Regions from separate parts of the Zea mays genome. Here all the other regions are linked to region 2. Evidence: chromatin contacts called from public Hi-C data. All regions are on one chromosome and are shown on one strand. Each heading gives the region's core, a stretch centred on a gene start, on an enhancer-like site or on the middle of the called end of the contact. The rest is flanking DNA. Distances are from core to core; before and after follow the strand shown. Region 1 holds the start of LOC100275584 (putative protein of unknown function (DUF668) domain family protein). Region 2 holds the start of LOC100382999. Region 3 has its middle 10 kb from the start of LOC103641656.

Region 1 (4,030 bases), core at 990-3,489, 360 kb before region 2:
AGGGTTAACATTTGTCTACATAAAATTCTAAAAAAATGTTTGGGCCATAAAGTCCATAAGATGCCAGTGATTCTTTTCATTTTCTTACACTTGTTGTGTGAGTTACACGTGAAATGAGCTTAAGTATCCAAGTTTCAACATAATCTTTACTTCACTTTCTCATTTTCATGTAGGGACTTGAGGTTATCTTCTTATGGAATGTTTATTAGTTTTGATAACTTATTTACAATTTTTTGTCGATACTATAATATTTCATGGATTTAAATGCATTTTGATGATTTTCTGCAAAAAAGAAATTAATAATATGCAAATAGTCTCAGGAATTCACGAAATTTGGCGTATGAGTAGCATATGTCCATATAGCATCCTCAAAAATGTTTGAACCATAAAAACCACAAGATGTCATCAATTATTGCATTTTCACTTATTTGTGAAACCCGTAATGATTACAACCACCATAATAATAAGTGAAACCACATATCATAATAACACGTGAAACCACATATCATAGTTCTCAATATTTTATGAATTTAATTGCATTTTAATGATTTTCTACATAAACAAATTAATAATACTCAAAATATCCTTAGAAATTCATGGATTTTTATGGAGGTGTAGCATATGTGCACATATAATCCTATAAAATGTTTGGACTAAAGGAGGGGCTAAATGATTATAACATGATATGTGTGGAATGATGTCTTACACGATATCCGACAAAAATATTCGTTACCGACGCTATCCGTGTCCGATTAGCTCCGTATTCGATCCACGACTATCCGTATTCGTATTCGAGAACATCCGTATTTGTATTCGTATTCGAATTCGAATCCGACTAAAAATATGAAAACAAATATGATTTTATTGATATCCGTCCATATTCGATCCGATTACACCCCCTAATGACAAGACTCGTCTTGTTGCTTACCGTCGATGGTGACTTGTGTTGTCTGTATTTGTTCTCCTTGTCCTAGTTCTCTCGTGCCCAATATTTATTTGCTCATGTTATATAAGTGGGTTATTGTTGACACAGTTGTTTTAGTTAGTACTCGAATATTTATCGCTGACTAATTAATTTTTGAACTAAAACATGCGTTTTTATCAATATTGTTGTTGCCGGTAGTGTAGTCATAGTCGTTTGTAGTTGTTACGATTATTGTTGTTGTTTTTCTATTATACCTAGTTTGGGCAACCTTTTCTTTATCAATATAATTAACAGCTCTATATGTAATTCGTTTTTTTTAAAAAAAAATAGAGCTATGTGGATGGATTGTAAACAGACCGGCGATTATATTAATAATGATGAAATATAGTAGGTGGTACGATTACAAAATTATATAATGACGAGGAGATTGTGTTTCACACCGGTCCGAAAAGACAAATGCGTCACCTAACCCCTAATCACGTCATTGATATCTAATTAATTGTATCTCTAACACGTCAACGGATATAACATTGTTTGATCCGGTATGGTGATTATAGTAGCAAGCACTCCATTCATCTACAAAAAAAATATAATAATGATATTCGTATCAATCAAATTGATTTAAGTTTAACTAAATTTATAATAAAAAAGTATTGACATTTATATCTCCAATAACTTTTTAGTATAAATACATATTTTATAATTAGTCTAATAATATTTATTTAGTATTTCTATATAGCTTTAGTGAAAATTTAAATTGTGGGATTTAAAAAAAATAAGAATTACATTTTTTTACGTAGTGAGTACAACTATACTACTTCTGAAACGATATGCCAAGAAGAAAATTAAAACGGCCATTTTAGGCCAATAATGTGATACTAATAACTTTATATCTGTTTGAAAAGCTGCCTGGTCGTCGAGGCAGCCAATCCAGGCTTTCGTCTGGCTCAAGAGTCAAGCCACCATCCAAACAATGCCCACGAGTTTTTTTCAACCAAAAAAATTAAACCAACCGGTGCAGGAACAGGAACGTGCCCCCCACTCCGTAGCTGTCACTGTCGGCAGCAAGCGGCCAGCGGGTGAGAGCTGAAAAGCGAGCTAGATTCGTCAGCAACCTGCAGGCCCGGGCCGGCCAGCCAGATCCATCCTCCTCATGCCGGCCGGCGGCGACCCAGCGCGCGCGCGGTTGGCGTTTCCAAGCGTGCGACCGCACACGCGCGCCCGTAAAAAAAAAGAAAAAGAAAAATCAGGGTCAGCGCGTGGACTCGGCCCTAGGGAAGGATTAGGAGTGATCGAAATCGAATCGGCGGCCACCCGGCACCCTGCCCGCCTGTCGACACTGTCGGGTCCGGTTGGTGCCCCAGCGAAAAGCAAAAGAAATACTACTACCGGAAGAAACTGCCTCCTCCTCTCCTCGCTTCTCTCTTTGGAGGCAGGCGCAGGCGGGCGAGTGGTCCGGTACACCTCTAGCTGCAGATCCCAGCTCGCGCGGTCCAGCAGGCCAGCACTAAGCTCCCTCCCTCCTGTCCACCTGGACAGCGCGCCCGATCGTGAATCGTCGCTTGCTCTGGAGAAAGCTTGCATTTTTTTTTCGTTTCTTCTTCTTCTTCTTCTTCTTCTTCTTTTTTTTTTTGCTTCGCATCCTTTTTTCCTGGCGCGGTTTCCTTTGTACGGGAAATTTTCGGTTGGTGCGGTTGGTTGGTCATTTTCCCGCACCTTCTCTTTGGTTCTTGCTCGAGAGCGCCATCTTTCCTGCTACCCGTTGACTCGGGCGGGCATTCCGTCGAGCACCTTCCGTGCGGTGTGGGGAGCGACGGTTCCTGGTTTCTCGGGGACGTTCCTTGATGCCGCTGTTGTGTCAGGCGCAGGATTCTAGCGGATGGAATGCCACAGCTGGTACGGTATGTGATGCTTTCGCTGTCCTGGACTCCTAGGTGCCTCTCCTTTTTTTTTTGTTGGTAAACTAGGCTGGATTGAATTTATTGGAGAATTTGGCTCATGTCGATTTCTGTTGTTCCGCAGCGCTGAAATCAAGAAGATCTGTAGCGATCGCTGGTGCGGGGTTTGAAGATGCTGCAGAAGGCGCCAGCGATCTTGGTGACACGATGAGTCTTGCACGCAAGCAGAAGGTTGTCAAGGAAACAGTGGAGATGGAGGAGGAGCAGGAGTTTGTTTGGAAATCTAACCTGCTCCCCTACAAGGATGATGATGCCTTCGTTCTTCCTGAGAGTAGCAAGGAGGAATACGCATCAACATCAGGAGACACAGCTCCGTCTGGCAAAATGGACCCCAGGATAGAAAGGTCTGGAAGCAATGGGACAAGCAAGGCAAGTGGTGGACAGAAAGTCAATTGATTTTCATTTCGCATATAATGTTTAGCTAAATTAGTGACAAGCGAACATTTTTAAGATTTTCAGCTTTAATTCACGTTACATCTGTGAGCGAATACATGCCAATTACTTAACCTATATTGCTTAATTTTAGCTTAGCCACGTGACTGAAAGCAAATGTGTGGTGTCCTGAAATCCTTACCTTTCATAGCAGGTCCCTAGACTGGGTTCCATGCTTGGGACAGCCAGCATGGCTGGATTTGGCAAGGCAGTGGAGATTCTAGACACGTTAGGCTGCTTGATGACGACCTTGAGCTCAGATGGTGGCTTTGTTTCCAGGACCAAGACCAAAGGATGCAAGATATCAATTCTTGCTTTTGAGGTTGCCAACACAATACTTAAAGGTGCTAGTATTATGCAATCTCTCTCGGAAGACACTGTCACATACTTCAAACAGGTTGTGCTTCCTTCCGAAGGTGTGCAGAATTTGGTTTCCAGTGAGATGAGTGAACTGATGCGAATTGCAGCTAACGACAAAAGGTACCCTGGAAGATTATTCTCAGTTACCATGGTGGCTTTCTTATCGTCTTTGGCCAGTGACCTTTTTGTGAACTCTGGTTAATAAATGCAGAGAAGAGCTGAAAATATTTTCCCAGGAGATTGTTAGGTTCGGGAACCGCTGTAAAGATCCCCAGTGGCATAACCTGGATCGCTACTTTGTGAAGTAAGCAGATTTCTTGATTTGGCACTGCAGCACAGAGTTATACTAATATGT
Region 2 (4,438 bases), core at 749-3,248:
CGGGGGGCGAGGGTCACTGAAATCTGGCCAGGGTGTGCGGCAATGTTGGGGGAAGGGTGGGTCGGTGGGCGCGGCGAGCTCGCTCATCTCGTCGCTGAACCGTGCGACGGTGAGGACGGCGTTGTCTCGGTGGCGCGGGGGATGGGCGGGGAGCACGCTGGATGCAGGGGCGGGAGCGGCGTCGAGGTGGGGAAGAGGCAGGCGGGCAGGGCGAGGAAGAGGCCCGTGCGGACGGAAGAAGCGGCGGCTGCGGTATTGATTGGAGGATGCGGCAGCCGCGATTCGCGGCGCGACAGTCGGGGCGGGATGGGCGCGTCCGGGTTTGGCAGAACCGTGCGTCATTCTATTGTGGACGTCTACATTATGTACATAATAGTAGTAGAGATTAGAGATGTTTGTGAATCCTCTATCTACCTTAACGCTAGTACGATGTTCAGTCGAAATAATACTATGGAACAGGTCCTTCATCAGATGCCTCAAATGCCCCGCATTGTTATTACACGCATGTGCTTACCCTTGACTGTAGTCACTATACGTGTTTTGGTTTGTTCTCTACTATGTGTCTTGATTTGTTCTCTCATCATCAGGCATTGGGTTATGCTAATATCTGTCACTATGCGTTTTTTTGCTTTGTTCTCTCAAGGCATCGGATTATACTAATATCTCGATTTATCTTGTGAATTATAGGCTATGTTTTGTCTGACTATTGAAATAAGCAGCATCTCCAACAACTCCCAAACAGTACTTTGAAAATTTTATTTCTCCAACAGCTCCCATTATGTGCTCCCAATTTACTTCTCCAATAGTTCTTGACTATTTTTGGCACAAAATAAGGAGTTGTTGGTGTTGTATGTGTTTTTTTTGGCTCTTTATAGTTTTAAGAAGAGCCCAATATAATAATATTAAAATCTGTTGGAGATACAGTGATGTTTGAATGGACTAAAACTAATAGTTAGTTGGCTAAAAATTGTTAGTAAAATTAGCTAGATAACAAATAGTTACCTAACTATTAACTAATTTACCAAAATAGCTAATAGCTAAATTATTAACTAGGATGTTTAGATGTCTCAACTAATTTTAGCCACTAACTATTAGCTTTAGTGCATCAACATAGGGGTGGATAACGAGCTAGCTCGGCTCGTCCGAGTTCGAGCTGACTCGTTAAGCTAACGAGTCAGCTCGGTTCGGCTCGTTAAGGTAACGAGCCACAGAGTCAGCTCGGCTCGGCTCGTTTAGCTCGCGAGCTAGAGCAGAAAAAAATAAAATATACATAATTATTATTTTTAGTTAATTTCAAACTAATGTAACAATAGAAAATAGTAATTATACTCAGAGTTTCACAAACCACGTCAATATAACACCAAATTAGCACAATTCATCACTCATTAATTCACAATTCATCACTCATTAATTCACAATTCACATACATGTTCATCAGTTTAACCCATAATTATATTTGCATATACCAAATTAACACATAGACATAGTTCATTAATCATTAGCTTAATTCATAGGCCATAGACATCTCATATATATAACATATTCATCAATTATTCTGTAAATGATATGCATATAATTTCGTTTTGCTAGAATATGGTAGCTCGTTTAGCTCGCGAGCTGGCTCGTTAACGAACCGAGCTAGGATGTCAGCTCAGCTCGTGAAAAAATTCAAACGAGCCGATCCAAGCTGACCATGAACCGAGCGAGCCAGCGAGCCACGAATATTTCGTCCAGACCTAATCAAACATCCCTGCTCGGGCTAAAACGAAGCTTTGCTACGTTCGCGGGGCTAAATACAAAAAAAACCGATGAGGAAATTGGATGGAAGCCAAAAGCCCCAAATGCTGTGCGCCTGTGGCCTGCGTGGACTGGATTAACGAAATTTGGCTACTCTTATATTGGGCTTGGCCTTCTTCCCTCGTTATCAGTTTGGGCTGCAAGTTTCGATCTCCAATTTCGCTGGAAATACTGAAGGGCTGAGGATCTTCACTGCGGAACTTGGGTAGGGCGAGTGGGCGACCGCCACAGCTCGACGGCAGGGTCGCCACTGCTGGCCATCACCGACGAACACCACCACCGGCCGCGGACGAAGGGACAGCCAAGCCCTATCCCACCGACGTCTTCCACCGTGGACACGCCCCCCCCCCCCCCCCCCCCCCCCGGCTTCCCTTTCCTGCCCTCTGCCGGGTCGGGTGGGACTGCAGCGGCGTGAAGTAGAGATCCAGGGGGACTTGGATCGTTTTATCCGTTCCTAGGTACGTGTAAAAAGCTTATCCCGCCCTGTTGCAGTTTGTCCATTCGTCCGTCAGATCTAGTAGTTTGTTTCTCTCCGTTCAGTTATTCGCGGATTCGTTTGCTGTCATCTAATCCGACCCATCCACCCCACCCATGGATCCATTAGGTCCTTCTTCCTATTCCCAGCGCACAAGGCTATCTTATCCGAGCTGCTGGGGGTTGAGTGCGAGGTCCCGTTGACGGTGGAGATGGACAAGTTGCGGCAATTCGGGCGGAAGGCATGGTTCATCGTGCGTGTGATGTCTGGTTACGAGGAGAAGAGGATCCGGTCCTACAGGCTGCAGCTGCAGAAGCGCATCGAGATGGCAAGTATTTTTTTCCCGCGAATTTCATGGATAATGTAGTAGTGCCTACTGTCCTTTAATTGTGGAACCAACATTTCCTGGTAAAAGTAACCATTTTTTTTGCTTTCTAAGTGCATGACACCAAATATTCTAGTTGTCTACATGTGCTTTTGTTTTGCTTTCGGTCGGTGGTGGATCCAGAAACGACGCAGGGGGAGGGGGGTTGGGCCTTCTAGGCCAGATTTATTATGGAATAATGAGGAAGAAAAGTTAGGAGTTGTAATCATTTTTTAGGAGCATTATAGAGAGTAGAAGAAGGACCTACATATAGTTTTCATCGACTTAGATTATAGAGAGTAGAAGAAGGACCTACATATAGTTTTCATCGACTTAGAGAAGGCTTATGTCAAAATACCAAGAAATATGATGTGATGGGCTTTGGACAAACATAAAATTCCAACGAAGTACGTTGGAATCATTAAGGATATGTGCAACAATGTTGTGAGTAGTGTTCAAAAAGTTGATGGAGACATGTATGACTTTCCAATTAGAATATAAAAAAAAACCTCAGCTGGGGAGGGAAAGACCGCCCTCCCGATATTAGATTAAGAGATCGAATCATCGAAACATGGTCCTGACCGAGAAAACCCTCGAACCCTGGCTCCCCATCACTAACGGGTTGATCAACTGCCTACTCTGCAACGACCTAGCCGGAGGGTGGCACGTAGGATATCGATCCCCGAGAGCGGGCGGGGTACAACGAGGTTTTTTTTAGCCAAGCTTGAAATTCTCCCCGAGGGGAATCGAACCCGGGACCTGAAGGTGCTACTCGGAACCTTAGCCATTACGCTAGATGCCCTTTCACTTACAATTAGAATATGACTACATTAAAATCAACTTTGAGCCCTTATCTTTTTTATCTTGGTGATGGATGAAGTCACAAGGGTCGCATACAAGAGAATATCTCTTGGTGTATGCTTTTTACGGATGATATAGTGCTAGTTGATGAAAGCCGGACATAAGTAAATATGAAACTTGAGTTGTGGTGGGAGACTCTAGAGTCTAAAGGTTGTAGACTCAGTAGAACTAAAACCGAATATATGAGACATTACTTCTGCGCTACTACATATGAGGAATGTCGGTGTTTGGACCGCGGGTCCTTAACCAACCAGTAATGTGTCGCGTGGCCGGCTTTAGATGGTGTGCGAGATGACACAAGCGATTATCCTGGTTCGGGCTTCTCGAGGTCCTACTTCCAGCAGAGGGGATGAGGCTTATATTACTCGCACCGTGATGCCTCTAGTAGGGGTTTACAAGCACAACGGGAGGGGGGAAGTCCCCAAGTCCCTAGAGATGATTGAGGCAAGTGCCAATATCTAAGACAGAGTGGGAAAGCAAGAACTCGTCTACGTGTCTTATTGTTGTTCAATGGAGGGACCACTGCCCTATTTATACACCCAGGGGAGCGTCCGTGGTGAAGCTGAGTATTGTATTTTGAAGGAGAGATGCCTTGACATTTGAAGTGATGGCGAACCGTGCTGTAGATTCGCGCCTGCTGACTTCCCTTGGAGAGCCGAGGTCGAGACTGAGGGGTCGTCCATACGCCCGAGCTCCCGAGGGAGAGGCCGCCCATGCGGTAGTGGTTGTAACAGCGCCGGGGTATGGGCCAAAGGCTGCTTACGGGGTGCGTCATCGCCCTGACGCGCGGTGACGTCGAGATTCTCTGCAGCACTCATCGAGATCAGAGCCCTCGCTTGGTTGATGCAGAAGTCTTCCCGAGGTGCCAGCTGAGCCATCCCTTGATGTGCGCTGTAGTCGGGCGGAGTGGCTGTCTGCGGGATTCGCGACGTAGTCGGGGG
Region 3 (4,456 bases), core at 1,569-4,068, 280 kb before region 2:
ACAGCAACCCGCTATTTTGAGAGCAATATTTTAAGATAAACAATTATGTTTATTTGTTTAATCTGCCTTCTTCATCTGCAAGCCATGTTTAATTTCTAAATGGATCTGTGTAGCTATTTTACATGTTTACATGTCTTAGAATTGCTACTGTTCATTGCTGCTATAATTACATATGGCATTTGTCTGAGTTATATGCTTGTTTTATTCGGAATTAGAATATTTAATCTATTTAAATATGTAGAAAGCATGTCACTTATTTCTCTAAATTTACAACATAAACTTGTATATATTTATCTAACTATATATTTTTTTATATAAACCTTTTTTTTTTTGCTTCAGCCGACTTTGCAGAGGGAAATGAGATGAGATGAGAGCGGCTGGAACGTCAAGACACGCCAATGACTCCTCCATCCTCCGGCTGTTACCCATCTCTCTCGTTGTACAGCAAAAAACAGCAGAAGGGGGAAGCAATGGCCGACTCGAAAGCGGTGTCGCCGCACTACCGCTACGAGCCACCAGCAGTACTCGAGTAGTAGTAGCAGTAGTGGTAGGCTAGTAGGTGCGGCGTCGTCGACCGACCCGCCCGCCAGGCACTCGGGCGTCAAGTACTGTTGCCTGTTGGTGACGGCCGCGCTCGCCCTCACCCCGTCAGGCAGTCACTCCGTTCACGCATCCGCCGCCCATTCCTCGTCAGGGTCTCAGGGAGGGGACCCTGGCTGGCCCCGCCGGAAGGGGAGCCCATCGCTGGAAGCTGGAACGCTGGCTGGCTGGACGCTGGATGGATGCATGGCGTGCGTCGGCGTCGAGACGGTTCGTGTCATCAACTCATCATCATTCTCCGCCGGCGGTTGGCTGCTTCGGCCGGCGCCGGCTCCGCGGATCCGCCGTCGTCGTCTAGTTAGCTTCGCGAGGAGAAAGGCGTCGGTGGTGCGGCGCCTGCCCCCCCTGTCGCCGTCGCCGCGCTATGATGATTATTCCCCAAACCAACCCGGAGGAGGGCTGGACGGCGACGGGAGGTCATGCTCCGTCCTCTGACCTCTCCCGGGCGCACTGCACCTGCACGTCGGCGTTCCGTTCAGCAGGTGTCTTGTTGGACACCAGTAATGATCGTTACGAGTGCTAGCTATAGTAGTGCGCAAAGCTGCTTTTTTTTTTGCGCGCGCGCGGTGACACTTTTGCTGGATTCTAGCTAGGCAACAGTAGCGTTACACGCTGGATGGACGCCAAGAAGGGCATCGGCAGGGCGAGGAAGCAGCGCTTGTCGCGTCCGGGGGCAAGAAAAAAAAAACAAGCATGCATGTATTTTGACCAGTGAGGAAACAACACATGCGTGGCGTGGACCGACATGCGCGCGGCCGTCCTGTTCTTTCTCGACGGGACAGAGCCTGTTGCTCCGCTGCAGGAATCTAGCTGTTACAAAATATGTTACCATGATGTGATCAACCCTTGTCAGTTCTTTCCCAAGGGACACACCCCTTGGGAGACACTATTTTGTACTTATATATAAACAGTGTACTCTCTGCAATAAAGACAACCGTGACTTCATTTGTATTCTCTCTGTCTCTCTCCACTGAGTATACTTCAACACGTTATCAGCACTTTGCTCGCCAAAACAGAGAGAAATAACAAGGATTATGGGTACACGCTATGCCAGAATCATCATGATGAAGTCCTTGTCCGATTGCAGCACGCACAAGCAGCGCTCCTTCATGTAATCAGAGAAGCCTGATTTTACAAGGTACGAACAACAAACTTACCAAGTTCATAATTAATGAACAAATCTGCCACTCCAGTGAGAACTCCTGCGCTCGCTGCACTGCATGGGGCGACCCAGCCTCATTGCGCAGGCGCGCGGCTCTGACTGCGAACGCGGGCAGGGCGCCTCCCAGCCTGGGTGTCGGTTTTAGGCGCGTCAGTCGGCGTGTGTGAAGCTAGCCCCGACACGGGCGCGGCTGGTCACCGGCGCGCGGCTAGAGCGGGCTTGGCAGGGTCCCGGCGGGGACGTCCTGGTGCGGCTGTTTGGCGCAGCGTCCTGTGCCTCGGCATGAGCGCGCACGGAGGACCGGCGGCGTTTCCCTGGCGGCCGCGCGCCCGACCAGGCAACCGCGGACGCGGCTCCCTGCGCAGGCTGGCCCTCGGCGCGGCACGGTTTGGGCGCGGCTGGTCGGGCCCTGGCATGGATGGCCCGTCGCCGATGAGGCCACGGTCGGCCCCAGGCGCGGAGGGCCTCTCGCCGGGTGCTGCTGGCTCCTGGCGCGACGCAGGCGCGTCCGGCCCCCGAAGACGCTCGGGCGCGGCAGCGGTTGGCCCCGGCGCGGGTGCAGCTAGCCCTCGGGAGACGGCGGACGAACGCTACCCGGGCGGCGCGGCATCGACTCTGGCAGAGGGCAGGCGGGCCCCCACGGCCCCCACACGCGCAAGCAGGCCTGCTCGGCCTCCACGTGGGCACGAGCAGCGAGATGCTCTGCCTCCGGGCAAGGGCACAGCCGGCCTCGGCCTCGGCCTCGGACCTAGCGCAGGGGCGGGCGCGGTCCGACCCCAGCACCAGCACCCATGCATCCCAGCGCGGCGCGTGCCCGGTCGGCCGGCCTCGGCAAGCCCCGGCGGACCACGGCGGTCCTCCTCGGGCGCGACTCCTCGGCTGGAGCGCTCCTGGCGGCTCGGCCACGGCCCAGCCGACGTGGATTGGGCGTGAGCGCTCCTCGACGCGAGCGCGCTCGGCGGCGGTGCGGTGAAGGCGCAGGTCCGGCGGCGGCCGAACACCCTGGCGGCGGCTGGGGCGCTCCCTGGAAGACGACGGCTGGAGCGGTTAGGGTTTGGAAAACCTAATCGCCCCTATTTCTAATGGGCTTCGTGGCCTCAGTTGGGCCGTTTAGGCTGGCCAGCCAGGCTGGGCCGGCGTGCTGGCCACCAGGCCGCTGCCTGGCCCGCCTGGTAGGCCGCCTTGGCTGTTTTCAAGGGCCCAGAATGGCCCATTTTATTATTTTAAATTCTGAATTTTAAGTATAAGACTCTGTTTTATATATCAATTCAGTTCTAACTTGTGTTAGTGTGTATAAATTTGACATTTCGACTGCAAATTGTACTATATATATTGTACATACTTGTCTGTTTTATTATAAATCTGGCAGACTTTAATTTGTGAATTATCTTTGTTTTTACATTTATAATTCACATATTTTCGACTTGCTTTGTTTTTGCATTCTTTTATGATTGCATGGATAACATAGCACATAAATAAGTCGAAACTAATGGTCCTCATGCAAAATGATATTGCATTTTTAGAAAAGCATAGGGTGATAGAGTCCTAAGCACTGGCTCCGCTAAATTCTTTATAGAATTTAGTAGCCCAGAGACCGTGCTTTAGGCCGCATTTGAAATGCCTATCACTATGAGGTCTACATCTTTCGAGATGATTACCTATACGTGCTACCCAAAAAGATCACGGACCAAGCAGGCGTCGCGGGCTATGGAGCCAGGCTGGACGCTGCAGTCATGCTGACTGCTAAAAGAATTCTTTTAATTAAGTTCTACTTAATTAAACGATGAATTCTTGCAAAATATGACACATATTTTGAACTTGGGATATTTCAACATATGATGGAGATCTAGGCTTTGGCTGCAATAAATTCTTGGAATTTATTTGCCCTGAGACCAAGCTTTTAGACAGCAAAATGTTATTTGCCCATCAGTAAGAGGTCTACATCATATGGTTATGATGATTACCTATGTGTTCTCTCAAGTAGATATGTTGGAGATGTGATGTTGGTTATTCACTTTTATGGTGATTTCCATTTTATTTTTGAAATATTGGTCAAGCACAGGGTAGTGGAGTCCTAAGCATTGGCTGCGGTATGTTCTTTGAATATATCAGCCCAGAGACCATGCTTTCAGGCAGCAAAAGTTTTGCCCACTACCGAGAGATCTACTCCATTGTTTCATTACATGGAGATTATCTACGTTGTGTACACCGATTTTCAAAAATCTTTGGGTACACTTTATGTGATACCTAGAGTTCTCCAGCATATAAAGATATGATATATTTTGCGGCATATTACAACATCAGAAAATGGTTAATCCATTTGGAGGATAATTATTTAATAGAGTTTGATGAACTCGCCTACTGGGCTTAATTATCCTCAATGTTCATTAGATATCAAGATCATTTTTGCATGATATGGGAATTCACCTCTTCAATTTGGAGGAAATGAGATGCTCCCTTTCTCTTGTGGTTCTTATGAAAAGAACTAATGTGTTTTTGTGGCTTGATGTGCAAGCGCAAAATGAATAGCAAAGAAAATCATAAGTCTTGTGGACTTATGAGTATGTGTCTACATTATGTTGTAGACTAACACTTTGTATTCATATATTTTGCTTGAAAGCAAATATATAAGCACATTAAAAAGGGAAGAGAAATGAGTATGACAAACTCTTTTGTCATTACACTATATGTGAT

Evidence for each region. Hi-C and Micro-C count contacts between places; a contact is called where the count stands out from the background.
Region 1: a contact with region 2 is called in a Hi-C map of ear, with 4 times the contacts expected there. The contact joins the promoter of LOC100275584 here to the promoter of LOC100382999 in region 2. A contact is called at or near these places in 6 of 25 Hi-C or Micro-C datasets (ear, leaf and tassel).
Region 3: a contact with region 2 is called in a Hi-C map of endosperm, with 6 times the contacts expected there. The contact joins the enhancer-like site here to the promoter of LOC100382999 in region 2. A contact is called at or near these places in 5 of 25 Hi-C or Micro-C datasets (bundle sheath, ear, endosperm and 1 more).

The regions. Positions count from the first base shown.
Region 1 is chr10:120,161,999-120,166,028 of Zm-B73-REFERENCE-NAM-5.0, reverse strand. It overlaps LOC100275584 (putative protein of unknown function (DUF668) domain family protein), which reads left to right and starts at 2,239. Exons shown (of 13, transcript NM_001149635.2): 1 at 2,239-2,826; 2 at 2,948-3,252; 3 at 3,470-3,795; 4 at 3,887-3,979. The coding sequence starts at 2,805.
Region 2 is chr10:119,796,594-119,801,031 of Zm-B73-REFERENCE-NAM-5.0, reverse strand. It overlaps LOC100382999, which reads left to right and starts at 1,998. Exons shown (of 4, transcript NM_001175682.1): 1 at 1,998-2,255; 2 at 2,402-2,600. The coding sequence starts at 2,484. It also overlaps the pseudogene LOC103642750.
Region 3 is chr10:120,077,658-120,082,113 of Zm-B73-REFERENCE-NAM-5.0, reverse strand. No RefSeq gene overlaps it. Among protein-coding and RNA genes, the nearest start is that of LOC103641656, 10 kb to the left of the region's middle. Within about 2 kb of position 2,818, at least 20 of the 20 cell types and tissues checked have an H3K27ac peak or open chromatin away from gene starts, as enhancers often do. A contact at or near this core is called in bundle sheath, ear, endosperm and 1 more, where this site is marked.